Regions from separate parts of the Danio rerio genome. Here region 1 is linked to region 2. A link is a contact called in public Hi-C data. All regions are on one chromosome and are shown on one strand. The core of a region is the stretch at or near the end of the contact, and the rest is flanking DNA. Distances in the headings are between cores, read along the strand shown.

Region 1 (4,228 bases), core at 966-3,465, 350 kb after region 2:
CCTGAGAGACCCAAACCAGTGCTTGAGGTTTCCCTGCTCCAGCACAGTGAGAGCGCTGAAGATGATGCTGGAGGACTCCATCTTGATCTCCATGATGCGCGAGAGCTTCAGGCTCATCAGGCTCTCCTGTTTTTGCTCAGAGGCGAAGCGGAGGGTGGTGCGAGATAAGGAGAGAACGCCACTGGCCCAGCGTTTCTCGCTGTTGATGTAATAAGAGCCAGGCCAGGTATGAATTGAAGGCTCCTGACTCATGCTTTTGGAGATGATTTGGCAATGCCCTAACTTACGGAGGCTCACCTGCGAAGTAAACATTAAAAACAGTAAATTTGTATAAAGCTACTTGCACACAGTTGAAGTCAGAATTATTAGCCCCCCTGGATATTTTCCCCCCAATTTCTGCTTAATTTATTTGATCTTTGCCATGATGACAGCACATATGTGACTAGATATTTTTCAAGATACTAGTATTCAGCTTAAAGTGACATTTAAAGGTTTAACTAGGTTAATTAGACAAGTTAGGATAATTAGGCAATGAAACAGACAATAAAAATATGCACCGCTTAAGGAGGCTAATAACATTGGCCATAAAATTAGGGATGCTCCGATCAGGATTTTTTAAGCCAATACAGAGTACCGATTCTTTGGCATTGTGATCAACCGATACCGATTCTGATGCTTCATGCTAATGCATAAAGCACGTTTTCCCTCAAAGTATGATACTTAAGTGGAGATCTCGCCTTACCTAAGAGAATAAATAAACATGTCATGGTCAAAAGCAGCTTTACAGAACAAAATAGATGAAATTGGTAAGAAAAATAATTGATAATGTAGTTTAGAAACATTGCAAATTATATATGACGCATACTTGATGCATAAGAAGTTAAAACGCACACCTATAAATATATTACTTCTTTACTAAAGGGAAGTAGGGCTAAGAACTTTTGTTTATTGCAATAAACGGATTACAAAAAGTTATGTCTATTCACAGAGGTCGGTAGTAACGAAATATAACATTTGAACATTACAAGTCAGCCACCTTTTTTCACAATAAACTACGTGAGCATTTTCCATTATGCTATTTTTGTTACATCCTCAGACATTTTTAAATATTTATAATCCAAAATTACAGACTTTTTTTAAACATTATTTGAAACAAATGGCTAAGAAATAGTTATTAACTTGTTTTTTTTTTTTTTTTTTTTTTTGGTGGGGCCAGTGAAAATTTTGGCAGGCAAGTAAAAAAAAGTAAAAAGCCACTGGCTACAATCAGGCCAGTAAAAAAAAAACCTACATACATACATACACACACACACACACACACACACACACACACACACACACACACACATATATATATATATATATATATATATATATATATATATATATATATATATATATATATATATATATATACATGAGCTTTTAACTATATATATATACATACATACATATATATATATATATATATATATATATATATATATATATATATATATATATATATAATATATATATATATATATATATATATATATATATATATATATATATATATATATATATATATATATATATATATATATTTACAATCTCTATTCAATTTATTACACACACGTATATTATAGGGGCTTCGACTAAAATCATAATCAAAACAGCTCAAGTACAGAAATAACCTCCACAGAAATGAAATATTTCATACCTTTTAGGATGTCTTCAGAATTGAAAGTGGCAGCTACAGCAAGGTGTGACGTAAAGTACGCATTGGGATAAACAATATCCCTTCACATTGTAAAGTTGAGTTGATTTGATATGTTTGCAGCGAGGCAAATTGTTCTCGGATGCGAGACATTTGCTGCACTACTTTAGTGTTTCCTGCTACATCTAATTAAAACGCCAAATCAGAAGAAATATCAGCAAATATCAGATTATAGTTCGCTGCTGTGTTATAGCGATGTAAACAGCCCAAGCAAAGGGTGAATGTTTGGTGCGCTCATGTTTACACTCCGATACACAACAACAGCCATGATTAAAGATTCCGCTCTAAATTTGACGGGACAGTATGTACTATTTGTCTAGTTAAGTACGTCAGAAATTCGTTTTATAGTGAATTAACAAGTATTTAATTTACATTATTTATTTTTTCACACAACTTATTCCGTACGAGGATATCACCGAGCTGGTGTGCACACGGTATTTTTTCCGGTGGGCAACTGGATAGCAATGTTCCAAGTGAAGCTGGCGCTGAAAAAAACACTGTTATTTTTGATCTATAAACATGTATAAAGCGACAGTGGCTTCGTAATTATATTTTAATAATGCATAACGTTAAGCGTGACGTTGGACCGTCGAATTATTAGTAGCACTTCCACAACATAACAATAACCAAGCAAGCCTGTCATCCGAGAGACATGAGGCTGTTGAAATGTATTCGACCCTATGCTGATATTATTTTTTTGTCGTTGAATTAAAATATTATATAATTTTATATAGTATTTTTTTCTGAAATAACATGTTAATGAAACCGAACACACAAGACTAAACTGCATATTGAAATGCCATGGATAGGGAAACCTTTCATAGCTGCTCCAGCTTGGTCAAACTGCCCAGGCAGATCCACCAACAGCACTGCTCCTCTCATTTCATCGAGTACATAGAAAGAGAAATACCCTACTCCAAATTCTTCAAGAACTACCTGATCCCGAATCAGCCATGCATGTTCTCCAAAAAATTCACAGAAGAATGGAACTGCAGGAAAAAATGGGTGACGGCTGAAGGAAAACCTAATTTGCAAAGACTTCTGCATGAATTTGGTAAGCAAAACATGTCAATCTTATCATTAATTTAAGTATTATTCTGTATTTAAATTCTACATTCCAACTGTAAATATAAGGTAAGCCATAGGACTCTCGTGATGGGATGTTTGATAATGACTGCTTATTACAGAACTCAGGGTACGGGTGCTGGAAATCCTGGAAAATGCTTGATTTTTAATAGTGTTTTCAAGGTTAGAAAAGTGCTTGGATTTTGGACAAAGTGCTTGAACCTGCTTGAATTTGTAGGGCTTAAAATTGTGACTGTTTTGGTTGCATATGTGCACAATTTTGTCTCTGTGACCTCAACATATATTTTGTAGTTATACAAAATATATAGTTTTCATTGCAAAATGTTCAGCGCATGCGCGCATTTATGGAGCTAAAAATAAGCCAAAACAATCTGAATTTGAATTGAGTTAAATTGAATCATTAACAGTTGTAATTTAATAATACTGATTGATTATGTCCTATTAGAAATGTTTTGAATTTGTATTTCTTATCTTGATAATTGAACATTTGAAATTTAGGACAACTTCATTTTTTAAGTCAGATTTTTATAGACATATTTTCAAAGCTTAAACGACAATCCAATGACTGTAAAACAATAGCAATGCACATGAAATATCATGAACGACTGGTCATGAAAGTTTGGTACTACACCCAAACAAAATCTTACTGTTAGCTCATTTCTTAAGATATCAACTTTAGGTCGAAAGAGACCAAATTTAAAAGCATACTTTATCGAATAACCAAACTTTTTTAAATGTATTTTTTAATCATTTTGGGGTAAACTATCCCCTATGTTCTAAAGTGCTCATCAATTTTTATTTATTTTTTATTTTTTTAAATAGCACAATGGATTGAAATGTGGAAAAGTACATACAATATATATATATCAATGTAATTAATCGTGGTTATTAGGTGCTGGAAACCCACGTGAACATTGGCAGAACATGCAAACTCCACACAGAAACGCCAACTGGCCAATCTGAGGCGTCTTTATGCTGCCATCATTAAAAAAAAATTAAATACCTTTTAGTTGTTCAGCGCTTTCTCCTTGTGTCATTTCATTGTTAATACACACAACTCATTTTCAGATTTTCGTTGTTTTGTTTTTTACCAAAATCTGGTTCAGTTCCATGTCAACAGCTCCTTTAGAAATATTATTCCCAGGAAAAAAAAATGACGTGTTGAATACTGTTTTCTCCCATTGTACACGGCATGTGTCATGTCATGATTTTATAATATCCATGACAGTCTTATAAACACCCATCCAGTAAGGTGTTACCGATAATGTTGTTATGTATTGGTGGTGTGCTAACATTCACAGGTTGATCTCTTGTAACTATTAATAAAGCGATTAAACAAACTGCATCCTCTTACAGTATATACTGTATGCTGAACTGTTAACA
Region 2 (4,182 bases), core at 1,152-3,651:
AAGTGTTTTCCTATGGATGTCAATGGTTACAGGTTTTCAGCTTTCTTCTAAATGTCATATTTTGTGTTCAACAGAAGAAACAAATTCATAAATGTGTGGAACTGCTTGATTGTGATTAACAAATGGTGACATTAGTTAATTTCACTCTATAAATAATAATAACTCGTGTGATCCGTAAATGTGTTATATTAGTTAATCACAACAATAAATATTATGCCAGAGTAAAATAAACTAAAAATGCGAAACTTCTGGAGAGTTTTAACGTAAAATTTAATAAAGAGATACAAAACAACATTTGAAAAAAAAAAGCTGAAAACCTGTAACTATTGACATCCATAGGAAAAGCACATACTATAGAGGTCAGTGGTTACCAGTTTCCAACATTTTTCTAAATATCTTCTTGTGTGTTTAACAGTTTTAACTTTAAATTTATTAAAGCAATAAAATATATATGGTTATTTAAGTTAAGATGTTTTATGTTGTCCTCATAACACGTCAGACTTTATTATTGTTTATTCTTAGTTATAAATGCTTGTCCAAGCTGTCGAGTTAGATTAGTTTTATTAATAAAATAATTTATTCGTTTTGACTTTAACATCTGTTATCATGTGAGGCTTTTCATGGTTTTCTTAAAGGGACAGTTCACCCTAACATGAAAATTCTGTCATCCATTTAGTCACCTTTTACTTGTTTAAAACCTGTTTGAGGTTCTTTCTTCTGTTAAACAAACAAGAAGGTATCTTAAAAAAAATGTTGGAAACCGGTAACCATTGACTTTTACAGTATGTGTTTTCCTATGCATATCAATGGTTACAGGTTTTCAGCTTTCTTTAAAATGTCATATTTTGTGTTTTGTGTTCTATAAATAATAACACATTTACGGATCACACAAGTTGAACGCAGCTTTAAATATTATGCCGGAGTAATATAAAATAAAAACATGAAACCTCTGGAGAGTTTAAACGTAAAAATTAATAAAGAGATTAAAAATATATATATTTGTTTAAGTTGGAATGTTTTAGTAATGTTATCCTCTTAACACCGTCAGACTTTATTATTGTTTATTTTTAATTAAAATGCTTGTCCAAGCTGTCGAGTTAGATTAGTTTTATTATTAAGATAATTTATTCGTTTTTACTTTAACATCTGTTATCATGTGTAGCCTTTCCAGGTTTTCTTAAAGAGACAGTTTACACAAAAATGAAAATCATCATCGTTTTAGTCACCTTTTACGTGTTTAACACCTGTTTGAATTCTTTCTTCTGTTAAACAAACAAGAAGATATCTTGAAAAATGTTGGAAACCAGTAACCATCGATATTTATAGTATGTGTTTTCCTATACATATCAATGGTTACAAGTTTTCAGCTTTCTTATAAATGTCATATTTTGTGTTTACCAGAAGAAACAAATTCATAAATGTGTGGAGCTATTTGATGGAGAGTAATTAATGGTGACTTCATTTAACTTTACTCTATAAATAATAACATGTGTGATCCATAAATGTGTTATATTTGTTATATACAACTTTATGTAAAATAAAGTTAAGTAAAATAAACTAACAACGCAAAACTTCTGGAGAGTTTAAACGTAAAATTTAATAAGGAGGTAAAATATGACATTTAGAAGAAAGCTAAAAACGTGTAACCATTGACATCCATAGGAAAAACACATACTAGGGAAGTCGATGATTACCAGTTTTCAACATTTTTCTAAATATCTTCTTGTGTGTTTAACAGAGTTTAACTTTAAATTTAATAAAGCAATAAAATATAGTTATTTAAGTTAGGATGTGTTATGTTTTCCTCTTAACACCTTCAGATTTTATTATTATTTATTTTTATTTTTAAATGCTTGTCCAAGCTGTCCTGTTAGATAAGTTTTATTATTAAAATATTTTATTAATTTTGACTTTAACATCTGTTATCATGTGTGGCTTTTCTGGTTTTCTTAAAGGGAAAACCACGCTTTATTAAATTATAATATAATAATTAACGTTAAAACTCTCCGGAAATTTCGCGTTTTTAGTTTATATTACTCCGGCATAGTATTTAAAGTTTTGTTTAACAAATATACCCCATTTACAGATCACACAAGTTATTATTTAAAGAGTAAAATTAACTGAAGTCCCCATACTGCTGTTTCCTTTGTCACAAACACATCATTAATTCAGTTTAACTACGAATATATCGCACGCCTTCCGTTTTAATCACGGACAACATTTCGCGAATATTCGGCAACTGTTTCCATAGAGCAAATACGTCTAATAAAGAGTAAAAGTAGAAAATTGATGAGTTAAAAAAACAAAACAAAACTCACAGTTCCAAGTTTCCTCCTTAAGTTCGAGGCGTTTCCTCCCTCAAGATGGCGGGTTTCCGGCCACGTCAGCACGTATTGCATCACTTCCGTCGAGAAGGTGATAAGAGCGGAGAACTCTGTGGGTCAGGTTTAGTATTGCAGGTAAAGTTATTTTAACGTGTCTTTCAAGTAATTAAAATGTCTGTATCGTAAATATTTACATATTAATCACTTAATATTGTAAATGACGATTTAAACTTTCTGTTTAAGTTATTAAAATTAACTGTATTGCAATTGTTTAGATAACTTAATAGACTTAATATTGTATTATTATCATCTCAAAAGTATCCAAATGATCAAATAAACGAATATAATAACGATTGTTTAGCACGACAAGACAGATAATGTTCGATAAAAAATGATTGTGTGTGTTTGTGTATGGAAAATATCAAGAGAGCATCTGAATTTCCTCAGTTTATATAGATTATTTACTTAATGTGTTATTCTATTTGTTATTATTTAACAGTAATATTATTTTTTAAGTTGTATTCTATGACATTTAATCCATTGTTCAAATAAAATAGTGTCATTTAGAGCAAAACCAGACATTTGCTATTATTACAGTGTGATTTAATGAGGTTTAAAGCAGTGTGTGATTTATACATTGACGATCGGGGGACAACTAGTTTTTCGGATGTAGTTTGATAATACCTGCTTCAGTGAAGCATATTTGTGAATGTTTTTAAATGACATCTAATAATAAGTGTTATTTAGAGCTAAACCAATCCAGACATTTGTTATTACAGTGTTATTTCAACAAATATTGGTATTGTGTTGTCTATAATGAATGTAAACTATATAAAATGCCTCAAATCACAGTTAATTCTGTGTAATTTTACACAAAAACTTAGGTTTAAACTGTGTGAATTGCACATTGACGATCGGGGGTCAACTTTTTTGGTAGTAGTTTGGCAATACATGCTTCAGTGAAGCAAATTAGTGAATATATTTAAATGACATGTAATAATTAGAGTCATTTAGAGCGAAAATAATCCAGACATTTGTTATTACAGTGTTATTTCAACAAATATTTGTATTGTGTTGTCTAAAATGAATGTAAACTATACAAATTTGCCTAAAATCACAGTTTATACTGTGTTATTTTACACAAAATGACATCTAAACAGTGTGCGAATTATACATTGACGATCGGCGGTCAACTTCTTTGGTAATACATGCTTCAGTGAAGCAAATTTGTGAATGTATCAAATAATTTGTGTCATTTAGAGCAAAACCAATCCAGACATTTGTTATTACAGTGTTATTTCAACAAATATTGGTATTATGCAGTCCAAATTAAATGTAAACTACTTAAAAATGCTTAAAATCACTGTATATTTTCTGTTATTTTACCCAAAAAATGAGGTTTAAACAGTGTGCGAATTTTACATTGACGATCGGGGTTCAACTATTTTGGTAGTAGTTTGGCAATACCTGCTTCAGTGAATCAAATTTGTGAATATATTTAAATGACATGTAATAATTAGTGTAATTTAGAGCAAAACCAATCCAGACATTTGTTATTACAGTGTTATTTCAGCAAACATTAGTATTATGTTGTCTAAAATAAATGTAAACTATATAAAAAGGCGTAAAATCACTGTATATTTTCTGTTATTTTACTCAAAATGAGTTCTTAACAGTTTACGAATTTTACATTGACGATCAGGGGTCAACTTTTTTGGTAGTGTTCGGTAATGCATGCTTTAGTGAAGCAAATTTGTGAATGTATTTAAATAACATCTAATAATTAGTGTCATTTAGAGCAAAACCAACCCAGACATTTGTTATTACAGTGTTATTTCAACAAATATTGGTATTCTGT

Evidence for each region. A called contact is a pair of places that touch in the nucleus more often than the background predicts.
Region 1: a Hi-C map of an unstated tissue shows a contact between it and region 2, with 4 times the contacts expected there. The contact joins the promoter of jmjd4 here to the promoter of arf1 in region 2. A contact is called at or near these places in 1 of 18 Hi-C or Micro-C datasets (an unstated tissue) and 1 of 4 datasets of contacts at active chromatin or transcription factors (embryo).

What each region holds. Positions count from the first base shown.
Region 1 is chr2:3,570,154-3,574,381 of GRCz12tu, forward strand. jmjd4 (jumonji domain containing 4) reads left to right here and starts at 2,216. Exons shown (of 6, transcript NM_001076628.1): 1 at 2,216-2,813. The coding sequence starts at 2,561. snap47 (synaptosome associated protein 47) reads right to left here and starts at 1,849. Exons shown (of 6, transcript NM_001045437.1): 1 at 1,703-1,849; 2 at 1-297. The coding sequence starts at 252.
Region 2 is chr2:3,224,396-3,228,577 of GRCz12tu, forward strand. arf1 (ADP-ribosylation factor 1) reads right to left here and starts at 2,402. Exons shown (of 5, transcript NM_201452.2): 1 at 2,319-2,402.